Linked DNA regions of Mus musculus: region 2 is linked to region 1. Evidence: chromatin contacts called from public promoter capture Hi-C data. All regions are on one chromosome and are shown on one strand. The core of a region is the stretch at or near the end of the contact, and the rest is flanking DNA. Distances in the headings are between cores, read along the strand shown. Region 1 holds the start of Cdh5 (cadherin 5). Region 2 holds the start of Bean1 (brain expressed, associated with Nedd4, 1).

Evidence for each region. Capture Hi-C pulls out chosen DNA fragments and counts their contacts.
Region 2: a promoter capture Hi-C map of liver shows a contact between it and region 1. The contact joins the promoter of Bean1 here to the promoter of Cdh5 in region 1. A contact is called at or near these places in 1 of 39 promoter capture datasets (pre-B cells), 6 of 484 Hi-C or Micro-C datasets (B cells, the BV-2 cell line, differentiating embryonic stem cells and 2 more), 1 of 115 datasets of contacts at active chromatin or transcription factors (bone marrow-derived macrophages) and 3 of 9 other capture datasets (adipose tissue, liver and macrophages).

The regions. Positions count from the first base shown.
Region 1 is chr8:104,098,452-104,106,008 of GRCm38.p6, forward strand. Cdh5 (cadherin 5) reads left to right here and starts at 3,174. Exons shown (of 12, transcript NM_009868.4): 1 at 3,174-3,281. Gm29682 (predicted gene, 29682) reads right to left here and starts at 7,422. Exons shown (of 3, transcript NR_131138.1): 1 at 7,352-7,422.
Region 2 is chr8:104,165,598-104,173,154 of GRCm38.p6, forward strand. Bean1 (brain expressed, associated with Nedd4, 1) reads left to right here and starts at 4,916. Exons shown (of 5, transcript NM_001141924.1): 1 at 4,916-5,407.

The DNA.
Region 1 (7,557 bases), core at 1,924-4,423:
AGGCAGGAGTACCAAGTAGTCAGCCCACACTGGCAAAAACAAGACAAAACAAAAGGGCATCAAGAGCCAGGCATGACTGGTGTAAACCCTGTGAAGTCAGTATCTGAGAGACTGAGGCAGTAAGATCATGAGTTAGTGCCCAGCCTGTGGGCTATCTGGGGGAAAAGGGTGGGGGGGGGGGGAAGAAGGAGGAGGGGGAGGGGAGAGGGAGGGGAAGGAGGAGAAAGAGGAAGGAAGGGAGAAAAAGAAAGAGAGGAGGGGAGGGGAGGGGAGGGGAGGGGAGGGACCAAGGCAGGAAGACAAGCTAGCAGTAATGCTGGCCAAACGAGATACAGCTGATCACTTGGCTCCCAGGCAAGGCAGCAGTGGGCTGGGAGGGGCTGGGAGGAATGCTGGGAGCCCCGCGCGTGAGCTCCTCAATGTGAGCGCTCAGCCACAAGGCCTAAGGGGCTGCCAGACTGTAGATATTGGGGGTTCATCTCCAGCCATTCTGTCTCCACATACCTCAGGTGAGGGCAAGGGATCTGCATTTCCAACTCCTCTCTCCACCCTAATGATCCTGAGGCTTGAGGACCATGCTCATTAAAAAAATATATTTATTTTTATTGTATGCATATTGGTATTTTGCCTCTCTATACATCTGTGCAACCATGGGCATGCAGTGCAGGAGGGAGCCAGAAGATGGCATTAGATCCTCTGGAACCAGAGCTACAGACACCTATTTGTGGCCAGAAAGGTACTAGTAGCAGAAACAAGGTCCTCTGGAAGAGCAACTGATGCTCTTAGGTACTGAAGCATCATCCTGCCCCAGAGACCACTCGCATATGAAGCACACATATTCAGTCTGCCTTACTTGTGTTAATGATTGCCAGTGTCCCTCTGACCTCCTAGCCCTGAAAAGTGTGGCCTGAAGGTCATTTCAGAGACGGGGAGAGCTGCTCAGAGAAGCCAATCGGCGAGTCTAGGACACACAGACAGGATCTAGTCCCAGAGTTCGCTAGCCTAGGTGAGCGTCCCCTGGCCCCTTATACCACTTCCTTCTCCAGCTTGCATCTAATCTGCTCTGGCAGACCATCGTGTTTCCTGTCTTCCTGGCAGCCTCCAGCACGCTCAGTGCTACTCCCTGCGCATGCGCCCTCCTCCCAGTACCTTCTCTGACTCCAGTGGGCTTGGAGTGCGAGGAGGAAGGGTGAGGAAGGGGTGAAATCAGGTATTGGATCCACAGGGGGTCTGAAGAGCACTAGCCTGGCCTTTTGGGACTGAACTTCTGCTATGAAGACCTCCACTGCCATCCCTGGAGTCCGGGGCACATCCAAGGCTTGCCTGTCCATCGTTTACTGTTTACAGATGACAACAATGACTGTGTTCGGGGCAGAAATATCCACCAGGGCTAGAGTACAAAAGGAGTTTGCATTGATGGCCGGACAGGCCCTGTCCCTGGCAGCCTGCCAGCGCTGAGTATGAGACCCAGCGGGAAGTGCTACCCTGGCAGACGTGTCCACTGAGTACACAGACCACCAAGGCAGGCAGCTCTCGGGGAAGCTGTCTATGCTGGGCCAGCCCACCTTGAGGGCAGGGAACAGAACAGATTGTGGCAGAGAGGAAAATGTGGAGCTTCTGTTTGTTCACAGACACACGCACTCGCCCACGCACGCACGCACGCACGCACGCACGCACGAATGCACGCACGCAGTAGTTGAATGCTATGGATTCCGCTCAGAGCTGAGAACAGCCCCAGCGACAGTTCCCTGGCCTCTCTCCTTACTCTGATGTCCTCATCTGTCTTCACATGGTCTCAGGACGCTAATACTCCATCCTAATGTACACTCCTTTCCCTGGGCCTCCGTTCCAGTTCAGTTCTCAGAGGACCTGGAGGGAGTGATTGGCTACACCAACTTTGCTTTCGTTCACCAAGCCCATGTCTCTACTTGGGTGTCTAATGGGCATCTCCAACATTACCTACCCCAAACAGAAAACCCTTTCTTCCCCCCACCACACCCCACCCTACCCCCACAGTATTTTCTCCATGCCCGGAAAGATCTGCTCTCTTATGGTCCCTCTTTGCCTCACTGAAAAGCAGGACAAGTTGGGGACTTCCCAAACTTTTATGCATGAAGAAACCCAGGCAATTTGCCAAAAGGTACACTCTGGGGGTCTGTCATTTACTCTGAGCCAGAACCCTGAAATTTTTACTAACCCATCACATAATGAATGAAGAGAATCTTTTTCTTTTTTTTTTTTTTTCTTTTTTTTTGGTTTTTCGAGACAGGGTTTCTCTGTATAGCCCTGGCTATCCTGGAACACACTCTGTAGACCAGGCTGGCCTCGAACTCAGAAATCCACCTGCCTCTGCCTCCCGAGTGCTGGGATTAAAGGCGTGCGCCACCACGCCTGGCTGAATGAAGAGAATCTTGACCTCATCTCCCCAGCCTCTTGGTCCTGAGGGACCCTGGTCTACCTACTGCTTTGCTGTCTTCTTAGCTCTTCTTACTTTTTTGCTGACTCAGACCTATGGCTATCTCCATTATACAGATGAGGAGACTGAGGCATGGATCCCTGGTTGGTCCATGGTCACGTGAAGCCCATCACCCAGTATTTGTAAAGTGAGATGGGCCAGGCTGGTACCTTGGAACTGAAACTCACACTGCCCTACCTGGAAGAATCTGACAGGCAAAATCTGCTGCTGAAAGTGATTGTCTGTCACGTTTCTCAGCTGCCCGACTCTGAGAACTCCACAGCCCCCTTTCGTTCCACCATACTACAGAGTCGCCACGGAAAGCCGGCTCTGTGGAGAAGCTGAGGTAGCTGGGTTTCTGTCTGGGTTACTCTGTCCAGCGAGGAAACAAGTACCTTAGACCCACTAAGCCTCTGCTTTCTGAACTGTAAAGTGGGGGATATGACACCTGCCTCCCAGGGATGGCTGAATGCTCTGGCAGAAGCTTAGAGCCCCCACAGCTACCCCTAGGCTCACAGCTCCTCCGATGAGACCTAGAATTGAGGTATGAGTTGAATACCCCAGGCAGGTCCAAGGCTTCCACGGGCCCAGGCTGACCAAGCTGAGGCCGCCCACCGTAGGGCTTGCCTATCTGCAGGCAGCTCACAAAGGAACAATAACAGGAAACCATCCCGAGGGGAAGTGGGCCAGGGCCAGTTGGAAAACCTGCCTCCCTCCCAGCCTGGGTGTGGCTCCCCTCTCCCCTCCTGAGGCAATCAACTGTGCTCTCCACAAAGCTCGGCCCTGGACAGACTGCAGTGGAGAGAGCCTTCTGCTCACGGACAAGGTAAGTGAGACTCCCAAATCCCTCTCTACTCCTGTCTCATGGAGATAAAACTGGGAGAGTCCTGGCTTGCCCGTATGGGATGGCCACTGTAGGACTCTCAAGGGAACACAGCCTCTCCGGAGCCTGAGTCTCTCTGCTGGGGCCAGGGTAGGGCTAAAAAAAATGCATATCTCTTAGTGTGCAAGGACACAAACGGTTATCTCAGAACCAATGTTCAAGAAAGACTCAGCAGCCTTGTAAGTAGACTGTCGTACTCAGGGAAACTCCAGTGACCTGGAGCTTCTATGACTACCAGGCTCAAAGAGGATAGGATTTCCACTGTCACTCAGCAAGGACAAGGGCAGAGGACTGGAGTCTGGACCTTGGATTTGAGTAGGATCTGCTTTGTGTGGGATGGACAAATAACGGCTCTGTGATTCCCTTCCCTATCTACCAGGATTAGCTCTGCCTTCTGCCCAAAGGACAATCTGGTCCAGAGCTAAAGAGATAGATTTCCCAAGGTCTGACTTATATTCCCCTGCCCCGTTATCTCTACCTACAACACCTCGAGGGACTAGGGTGGGATTTGGGGAGCTGAAAGGGGTACTCGTTCCCTCTGTCAATATCTCCCACTTTCAAGATGGGCCTTCTGAGGTTCAGCTCTGGGCACTTGGAGTCCCATTTATGAGCCCTCTTCCCTCATCTCCCCTAGACTCTCAGAGCCTGCTTTGTGTTTCGGCAGTTGCAGGCAGGAAGGTAGCCTGTAGTTTCTCCCCCAACACCAGATACTCAGAGCCCAGAGCTCAAGAATTCTTGTGGCCGTACAGCTCAGCAAAGTCTCTGGAAGGCCCTAGAGACAAGGACCTCTGAGCCAAAAGCCCAGCTCAGAGACAGTGACCCTCGGCACTGATCCCAGCCTACTCACTTCGGTGTGGCCTTGGGACGGTAACCTAAGGTCTCCAAACCTTCATTAGGAGAGGACATTTTTGGATGCAATTCTATTCACAATCTGTGGTGAGCGGTGGAGATGGTTCATGCAGAAAGAATATTCCGACAAAACAATGGCTCCTGGATTTACTATCCAGTCCCAAGGAGGTAGATAGGGTAACTCTGTACTCAGAGACAACAACAGAGATCCAGAGGAGAGTTAGTGTGAAAATTGAGTCAGAATGACGATGGGAACTTAGATTTAGTCCTCCTCAGCACGGGCTCTTCCTGGAACCTGTGACTACATGGGGTCTCTGGCTTCTAGACCATAAAGTTGTAGAAACATCTTCAGTCCTTACTTGTGATATACACTCTTGGCTCTGGGCTTAACTCCTAATGAGAGGCAGATAGATAGCCAGGGAATCCTGAGTGGATTTACCCACTACCCCATAGCCATAGGTGGCTGTGAATACCACAAAGATTTGAAACCACAAAGCACAAGTCTCACACCTCCTGTTAGGGGGTCTCACCCATGTGAAAGGAAGGGCCAGAGTAAGAGAGGCCATATACTTAGCTACCCCTGCTGCAAGCACCTCCGGGCATCTGCGTTCATTAGTTACCCCTGGAGGAATGTGGCAGGCAAGCAAGACTCTAATGACAGTGGATGACTTCAAGGTTGGAAGCTTGAAGGGTCTGGGAGGCTGGTGGGTTCTGGGTTCTTTAGAACTGGGTTGAATGCTGAGTCGCAGAGAGGATTTTGACAGCCCAGAACAATTAGTGGGCAAGAAAGACACAAAACTCTCCTGCATCTGGCCTGAGCCCAGCCATTTGCGGACTGGAAAGTACCAGGTGACCCCAAGGGGCCAGGGGCAGCTGATCCTCAGGGCAGTCCTTCAAATTCTAACTTTTCACAATTAGGAGCTAGAAGAAGTTCCCAGTACCTTGAAGGGGTTAACCTGCCTACCCCGTAGTCTCAGCCCGACCATTGTGCAGCTAAACAAGAACCGGACATAGAGCAGGAAGCCTGAAGGGCCACACTTTTTTTCTCCCAAAGTTAGATGAGTCACAGTTGCACGGGAACCTCGGAGACACCAGCCACCGTTCTAGCAAAAATCTCAACCCCTGGCTGAGTGGACCATTTCTGGTTGCTTCCATCACCTCCTTAGCACCCCCTCAGTTGACATGAATAATTCCCAAGTGACTGATGGGACCTCTGGAATCCAGAGAGGCTAGCCAGACATGTGGCCACATAGTATAAAGTGGGAAAGGGATAGGGCTGACCCCATAGCCATACTCTATATTGAAATTTAGAGAAGAGGCAATCATATACAATTTAGACCACCACAGCCAGTATAAGGATAAACTGGGAACTGCCCTAAGAGAATGGTTCTACTGTTGTTGGAGAAATATAAAAAGTTCATCATAACCCTGCTCTAAGTTGGCATTGAGAGGAGAAATTACAGAGAACTTCTTGAAGGAAGGGTGGGAACCTGGAATTCTGGGAAGACTCGCACAGCTCCCATAAACTCAGCCTTGGTCTCCCGTCTCTCTGCGTGTCAGAGGATGATTCTGACTGCCTGGCAGATGCACAGGCCAGGAGGGAGAAATGGGGCTCAGGGGTGGACAGATAGTGGTGAGTGATATTTACCCCTGGAGAAGAACAAGGAAATGGGAGGATGAGCCTACGGCAAGACCAGGAAATTAGGTCAGATGTGAGGCAGCCGGTGGAATGCACAGACCAGAGAGGAGGAGGTCAAGACACCTGCATATCTGGGAGCGCTGTCTGTGTATATTGGGGTTCACTGTGTATATTCTAGTCCTCCTGCCCAGGGATTCAGTGTTTGTTGCCTTTATTACAGATGCAGCCACTGAAGCCCAGAGAGGGCAAAGCACAGACCCAAGACCACAGAGCACACGAGCCACAGGTCAGGCTCAAACAGACAAACATGGACCTTGTTGTGATGCCCCACAATTGCTCCACCAACCCACCCCAAGTCAGGATGCTCAGAGGAGGCTGAAAGAGTCCTCTGTCTGATGCTTGGGCCTCCCCCAGAGGAGACAGAGAGCTAGTTTAAATGACCTAGCAAATCAGTTTCAAATTGCAAACAAGATTTGGTTTTATTCGAAGTCTCTATCTCAAAAGTTGTATTACAGAGAAATGAACAGTGTGATTGATTAGTGATGCCTGCCACGGGTATGGGAAGAGGTGAGTAGCAACAGCCTAACTTGGCAGCCTTGCCTTAAGAGGCTCACGGCTCAGGGATATGTGTTTTCTCTCTGAAGACCTGAAGGGAAAATTATTTCATTGTCCTAAAAGATCAGATTTTAGTGGGATTTAGCAATAGGATGACTGTAAGAGGGGCTATTTGGGAATAAGCAAGAGCTTTATTTTTTTTTTTTTTTTTGTTCAGTTAAACCACAGGTAGCATTTGCTCTGACACACCCAAGGTGCTGTCTGCAAATATACATGGTTTTTAAGCCCTGAGAGTGAAGAGAGACCCAGAAGCAGTTTCAGGATAGGAGACTGAGTCACTGGGGGATTCTACACCACCAGACTCCAGACCTACCTTGAGTTCATGTACCCGAACATTAGGCTGTAGGTCAGAGTTGGAGCCTGGATGTTTCTGGGAAGAGAATGCTCAGGCTAGGAAGCAGAGGCTGGGCTGGGAGTTGGTGGCAATTGGAAGACTTCATGGAGGAGGTGGCCAGGGGCTGCACTCACTCAGAGAGCAAAACTAGGAAGGACACTCCAGCACGTTGGGTATAGGACAAGCATTGTGCATTTTAGAAACCATTAAGATGCCTCATGGCTGGAAATGGGGTAGGAAGGTAGAAGATAGAAGAATTGGAGGGGCTAACTTGCTGCTGGCTGGCTCAGCAGCTTGGATTCATGCTGCAGAGGTGGAAAAGCTACAAGAAGAGCCTAGACAAGGGAGATTCAGAAGGGAGCACAGCCACAAGACAAACCAGGAGCCAGTCCCAGGGAAGGAACAGGTCTGGAAGCCCTAGGAACAGATCTCAGTGCTAAACTGAGCTACAAGAAAGGAGAAAGCCCCAAGAGGCCAGCTCATAGCTGATGGGGTTCCACCCTTCCAATGTCCACACTGACAAAACGCTGATGAAAACATGGAGGGCTCAAGAAGAGGAGTTAGGGGTGCATGTACCTTTAGATCCAAATCCTGTCCTAGCTGAAGCTCAAAATGTGGCAGGCTGAGAGCTGCCCAGGGCCACACACAGAGCTCAGGCTCCAAAGCAACCGAGCACAGGCACACCCCCTACGTGTTCTGAGCCATCTCCGCCCATCGCCCTGCCCCTCATCCCTGACCTAGACCTCCAGGCTGGAGTCCACAGTCTGCAGGGGGTTGGGGTA
Region 2 (7,557 bases), core at 3,666-6,165, 69 kb after region 1:
ATGCAGATACAAATACGAGCAAAACATTAACACACGTAAAAAAAACTTTAAAAATAATTCTACAAAGGAGGTCAAGGTTATCCTTGAATACATACTAAGGTCCAGGGTAGAATAAGCTACATGAAATATTATCACAAAGAAAGAAAGGGGCTGGAGAGATGATTCCATGCTTAAGAGCACTGGCTGCTTTTTCAGAGGTCTTGAGTTCAATTCCCAGCGACCACTTGTTGATTCACAACCATCTGTAATGGGATCAGACGCTCTCTTCTGGCATGCAGGCATACATGCAGAACACTCAAATGTAAAATATAGATATATAAAGTTTTTAAGAAAGGAAGGAAGGAAGAAAAAGAAAGAAAGAAGAAAGAAAGAGAGAGAGAGGGAGGGAGGGAGGGAGGGAGGGAGGGAGGGAGGAAGGAAGGAAGGAAGGAAGGAAGGAAGGAAGGAAGGAAGGAAGGAAGGAAGGAAGGAAGGAAGCAGTGTCCAGACAGCTCAGCTCAGGGGTTAAATGTGTTTGCTGTTCTTCCAGAGAACCCATTTGGTTCCCAGGACCCATGTCAAGTGGCTCACAACTGCTTGTAACTCCAGGGTCAGGGACTCAAAATGCCCTCGTCTGGCCTCCTAGGGCAGGTGGCATACACAGATACACACATATAAGTAAAAATTCTAAAGAGAAAAATCATTTCTCTTCCACGAAAGGAAGTAGGGAGAGAGGAGAACTATTTGGGGTCCGTGAGAGGAGGAGAGGAGACAGGGAAGGTAATGCAGGCAGGTATAAGCAGAGTATAATGATGTGGATGAAAATGTCCCAAAGAAACTAATTGTTTTGGATTACTCTCATTTTTTTTTTATTTTAAAAAGATGTTATGCCCTGTTTTAATGCAGACTCCAAAGAATGTGTATTTACAGACAGCTTCCACAGACCTCTTAGACAACTCAAAGGATGTGAAAATTTACATCCTTGCCTATCTTCTAGAACTTATAGCTTTATACAATAGCTCAGAAGCCATGGCAAGAGCAAAGCCCTAGAGAGACAAATGACAATATTCGATTTAGAGGACACCTGGCTTTTTTTTTTTAATTGAAAACAAAACAGCTCTTATTCTTTCTTGGTGCCACCTACCCAGCTGTACATCACTGGGGAACTCACTAAATGTTAAGAACCCTGATCTCTCTCTGTGTGTGTATGTGGGGTGTGGGGTTGTGTACACAAAACTGCCCAAGGTCTCAGCACACCAGAGCTATCCCCAAGAAGTATGGATGTTTCTCTGTTGCATGAATTTCCTCATTCTCTCTAAGCTGTCACATCTGTGCTAGTGACTTTAGGACAGACCCTCTCTCCACCACCTCCCACCAGTCATGAGCCAAGGTCCCTGGCCTCTTCAACACCTAGTGTCACCAGAATAGGCTCCAGGGCATGGGCAACATAATTCTTCATCATATTGGCAGAAGAGGTTTTCTGGGCTTCCTACCCACACACCCTTAAGGTCAGGTCCTTTATGATGGAGTTTAAGATGGGAAAAGCATTGCACTGTACTCCTATAAAGGTGTACCAGATGACTTAAAGAAACTGTTCTTCATACATTGAAATTGCTTTGGGGGAGGGGGTAGTTTCCTGTCAGTGACTGGGGTAGCTTGAAGTATACTGTGACTCTAGGGTTAAGTCTGGACAGTCAGCCTTTGGAGGTTCTCAGTGCACTGACCTGAGAAGTCCCCATAGTCCATTGAATAATGCTATACCACAGACTGGTAATTTATAGTGGACAGAAATGCATTTGGCTTGGGTCTCTGAAGGCTCTGAAGACTAAGATCAAGGGCCACGCTTTGGGAGCGGGGGTTGGGAGGTGCTTTGTGTTGCTTCATAGTATGTTTCCAAGTATCCCGTGGGTGAAGAGAGTAAGGGAGGAGAGCTTCTAAGGATGGTGCTCTCGTGGCCTGGCTCCCTCCATAACAGCCCAGGTAGCTCTTAAAGTCACCCACCTTTCAATCCTCTTGCATTAGGAATTCTAACTCATGGACTCTGGGCAGATGTTCAGACCTTACCATGACCCCATGAATTCCTGAAGGGCTTCCCTCCGCAGCCTCCCTGCCTGATTTTTGACGGAGCAGATGCCAGACATTGATGTGCATCCCTGATGTCTATGAAGCATACAGATGCACCCGCTGGCATAGAAGATATCCATAGATGTGTATAAACTAACCCATCGGGATGTCTACTGAGGTGTTGTCTACAGAAGAAGGGAAAGAAGGGAAACAGGCTAGATGTCCACCAGTAGAGAAACAATTCAAGAAAATCCAGCATGACCCTCAAGTACAGTGCTGGGCAGCTATTCACACTGACACAGGTGAGGAGAGAGGCCACACTCAGCAAGCTCCTTCTATTTAAGTTATATGACTTTATTTTTTTTTTAAGAGAAAGAAAATACAGTATTAGAGTGGGTGGTTTTACCTTCTACTTTCTCTGGTGTTTTCCTTGAATCCTACACTCATATGAATCTGTGAATGGGTAGAGATACAGAGACGGCGGCAAGCAGTCACAGTCCAACTCCACTTGAAACCGTTGTCTTTGTTAGGGTTTTGCACTGTGAACAGACACCAAGCATGACCAAGGCAACTCTTATAAGGACAACATTTAATTGGGGCTGACTTACAGGTTCATCTTGCAAGCGCTCAACTGGCCAGGAAGAACGACACTGCAACAGGATCCTTCTGCACACGTTTATTGGGAGAGCTTGATTGTAGAGGCGAAAGACCTCGAGCCCAGAACTAGTGCTGCTTTTATAGGCCTAGGAGGGGCGTGTCTCACACCCGGATTGGTTATGTACTAAGCCTCATTTGCATGTTCCTCATCTGATTGGTTATACTCTCAGTACCTTACAGAACCTCATTATCATGCCTGGTTTGCATGTCTCACATCTGATTGGTTATACTCTCAGTACCTTATAGAACCTCATTATCATACCTCATTTGCATGTCTCACATCTGATTGGTTATACTCTCAGTACCTTACAGAACCTCATTATCATGCCTGGGCCAGGCAGTGTCTTTGCAAAAGACTTTACTGCATATGTACACATTGGTTGTTTGTCCAATCTTATGCGTGGTGGCCAGCAGTAGTCAGTGCCACTCAGCAACGGCACATGTGGCTTCCCACAGGTTCAGAGGTCCGGTCCATTATCATAAAGGTGGAAACATGGCAGCATCCAGGGAGGCATGGTGCAGGCTGAGCTGAGAGTTCTACATTTTCATCTGAAGGTAGCTAGTGGAACACTGACTTCCAGGCAGCTACGACAAGGGACTTAAGCTTCCACCGCTCCTCTGCTTCCCCAAGGATTTATCATCAACATGCCCACAGTGACACACCTATTCCAACAAGGCCACTCCCTGGGCCAAGCATATACAAACCATCACACCCCCACTTTTTGTTCGGAGGCACAGGTTTCTCAGACCAGAGATACTCAGATAAAAGGGCATAGAGCAATGAACTCTTTAGGGCTGTGTCTTCCCACTCAAAGTGAGCCATGACCCCACACCCCTAAAACACATAGACACTCAGGCCTGCCAAAGAGTGACCACTCAACAGCTGGAAGATTTGTCTGGATCAACTGATGTCTGTTCATTGAGTCATGGCCAGTCTTGGTGCAGTGGGCAGAGCTGTGGCCTCTAGTCCTAGCTCCCTGGTTTGGACCTATCCTGGTCTTTTGTTTGTCCACAAAATAAATGAAATGTCTGGGTTTGGACAACGGGCCCACCCAAGCCTTTTCTGACCTCGCTGCTCAAACGGCTCAAGCTTCCCCCCCCCCAACCCCCAAAACAGACCCAGTGAGCTGAGATCAACCCCTCTATGTGTTCAGAAGGGAAGCCAGTCAAGGATGCTGAGTCCCAAATGAACGGTTGCCCACAGAGGCTGGGAGGGGCTCTAACCCTGACTCTCCACACCTAGCAAAGCTGAGGTACAAAGCCTTCTGCTTTCTCCTGGAGGCTGTTTTGTCCCCACCTCCCAGTTGGCGCCTGCAGCTGGCTCAAGTCTCTTCCACAAGGTCCCCAGGGCTCCTCTGCTTCCCCAAGGTTTTTATCATCAACATGTTCAACTCTTTGTCATCATGTTTTATTTTCAAGAACTGCCTTCCAGCCAGTGGCAGGCGTCAGAGTTTCAGGTGTCCTTCCTTCTTCAAACCTCAGCTCCCTCATCAATAAAGTAAGGGCTTGGAGAGGGTTGGCAACAACTCAATTTATGGATTCCCTGGTCAGATTTACCAACTGTCACCCTGGACAGACCCCTGCAGTCTCACTAAGATGTATCAGCCCTGAGGGACTCTCCCTGATGAGTAAATGTTCCAAGTGATTCTACCAGTAACTGTAGAGCACACCAGCATATTTAAATGTGCGATAAGCAGAGACCTTGTAATAATAACAGGCCTAGGAATGGGCTGCGGCATGCCAGAGGCCGCAAAGTGGGGTGCATACAGGGAAGGAGCTGGAGCCCAGGTCCCTCCCCTGAGCCAGGCATCTTCCAAGGTAGGCTTGCATCTGCCAAGACTGAGCACCAGGACAGAGGGCATCAGGTGGGCAAGGGAAGAAGAAAATAAGCCTGCTGATAGCTCAAATTGAAGGCCTTGGTCAAGCCTACGTGAAGAGAATTCGAACAGCTGGGAACCAGTGGCCTTGACGGGCTCCTCTGCCCAAACCAAAGGCCAGCAGCAGCCTGTGTCCCTTCTGCTGCCTCTACCCTGCCTTCTGCCCTTAGCTCTTGCCTCTGTCCAACCTTTCTGGCTGTCCATCTCTGACATATGGTTGGTTCACCCTTCTCTGCACGTGTCTGTCTGTCCACCCTTCACAAGTCCTCCTGGTGTGCCGGCCTCCCTACATCCCTCGGCCTCCCCGCCGCCCTGCCCCGCCCGCCCGCCTGCCCGCTGCCCGACGCTGTGTGGGTGTCGGGCTGGCTGTGCGCAGAGGGGCGCGGCTCGCCGCTCCCACCTCCTCCGCGTCCCCATCTCAGCAATGACCCGGGCCGTGGCGCCACCGAGCTGAGACCGGGGAGCCGCGCCGCCGCCGAGGAGGGCCCAAGAGGGTGACGGTGGAACGAGCGGCGGCGCGGGGACCGCGACGGAGGGACGGGCGGGGCTGCTGTTCCTGCTGCAGGGCAGGGCAGGGCAGGGCAGGGCCCCGGAGACCGCCGGCGGCTGTTTGCCCGCGGATCGAGGGCGCGGGTCCGTTCTGCCCGGCCCCGCCGGTGCGCCCCGCCCCTGCACGCACAGCAGGCCCAGGCGAAGCGGCTGGGACGCCCCAGCCCAGCCGGAGCGCCACGGCATCCGAGCGGGAGCCGGAGCCCGAGCGGGACCGGAGCTGGAGCCGAAGCTGGAGCCGGCACTGCGGCGCACGGAGCGGAGCGCCGCAGCCAAGCCGAGTAAGGGGCGCGGGGCGCGGGGAGGGCCGCAGACGGGGGTACCGCTGCTTATGCACGCAGCTGGGGACGCGCTGGGCGGCGGGGGACGTGGTCCCGAGCGGAACCTCAGCGCGCGAGGAACTGAGCGGTTTGCCCGAGACTCCTGCGGTTCCTGATCCCGCATCCTCCCCACACCCGAGAGGGTCACCGGGACCCGCGAATCCCCGGGGAAACGCGAGGAATCCGAGGTCTGCCTGAGTCTCAGACGAGTATCCTCCCGGGATGCAAGCCCATGACAGGGTCCCCAGCCCTGTGCCCTCGGTTTGGAGGGTCGCTGACCAGTCCACTCAAGAAAAGATACTAGGGCACACTCTTGTCTGGGGTGAGAGGAGAGGGACTGGGGTTTTACAGAGTTTGAGCCTGAACCCTCTCCCACCACCTTAAGCCAGGAAGTTTGACAATTCAACGGCCCAGTCACTTGGACCATGCCTCATTTTGTCTTACCTAGGATAGAAAGAGCATCCTTGCCGCTCCCCCCACCTACCCTCTCCCTTCATAAGGAAGACTTTCCTGTGCAGTCCCTTGCAAAGGACCCGAAGCTGAATCCGAGGTGGCAGTTCCTCTGACTACGCAGCACTAAGTGGTACCTGCCACTCTCCCCTTCCCAAGCTCGGCAATGCCCACCCTTGCCCCCCCCCCCGCTTCCTCCTTTCCTGGTTGTCCTTCGGGCTCTGTAGTCTAGGGACAGGTGCGTAGTATCGACCCTGGGCTACGTTTCTCAGCCACCCCTGTGCCAGCATGGGCAGCCAAACCCAGCCTGGGAAGGGACGAGCACAAGTGACATACTAGAGAATCGGGGAACTCTAAGAGTCCAAGTGCACCTGAGGGCCAACAGACGGCCCTCTAGACTCTCCTCAGTGATAAGGACTGCTTACTAGATGACTTCACCACTGAGTGACTCAGTTTCCCTCTTTGAAACGTATGCATGATTCTGTTTAGTAGACTGTGCAGGGTCTTTGGAGCCATGAGACACTCTTTTAGCTGATTTCCCAGCTGTGTGACCTTAGGCAAGACACTTGACTTCTCTGAGCCTCAGTTTCCTTCACCTAAAAATGTATGGAAGATCGTTAGACGAGTCTTCTGCGGAACCTGACACACGTCTATCCATTGACTGCATTTGGCCACAGGTGTTTCCTGAGGCAAAGAGAGCTTGATGTGAGGCGACATGGTGCTCCCATCTTTCTCACCCTCTGCGTCGGCCTTTGGTTCCCTGTGAATCTCCTGACATCTCCTTGCAAAACAAGACTTTCCTTTAGCCTCTCCCTTTTTCGCAGGCGCGTGCTGACATCTTCTGCCCCACCCAAACCTTTCCTATGCTGCTGTCCAGGTTCAAGAGGCTCACTGACTAAAGGGGACACTCTACCTTTTTTTTTTTTTTGCCTTTGGCTGGCACTTGCCACCCCAGACTTGAGACCTCCTACATTGCGTTCATACTCTGTACAAAGGAATTTACACACTTCGATCTACTCTGGATTAGGTGAAGAGAGGATTGCTCGCTGTGGGTTGACTTGGGTGAGCCACAGGTGATGGTTGGTTGCAACAGGTATCAGGATGCTCAGCCGATGGGACAGTGAGGTTACCAGGAGCCGCAGAGGTGCCCACTGAGATTCCTTGCTGACTATCCAGGCCATTACTTTAGGTCACAGGACCCCATGATGAACCTAGTGAAGGAACCGGAGCTGGTGGCAGACAGCATGACTTGAACTTAAGAGCTAGCAGGTTTTTGGGGAAGGATCTTCCTGAGTCTGAGCAGTTGGGGCCTAGAGCAGCCCAGTTGCATGCCTAGGGCTTAGGAAAAAATATGAGCAGCACATATCCACAGAGCGGCACAGAGGTTGTAAGGAACCAGGAGCATTGATGGAAAGAAAACAGACGTCACTCCCATCACTCCTACCCAGAACTGGAATGAGATCAGGAAATGTGTCTACCTGTTGCTGGGCAGAATGGCTGCCTAGGGTTTCTTCCCTCCAGAAGTCCCTCTCTCCTTCTTTTGTAACCTACCCCCCCCCCATTCACTCACTAGGGTGCCCCATTCCCTGCATCTTCTATAATCCTCTCCGCTTCTCATCCCAGAGGAGTCCATCCGAAGCTAATTAGGCTCGTTCTGCCGC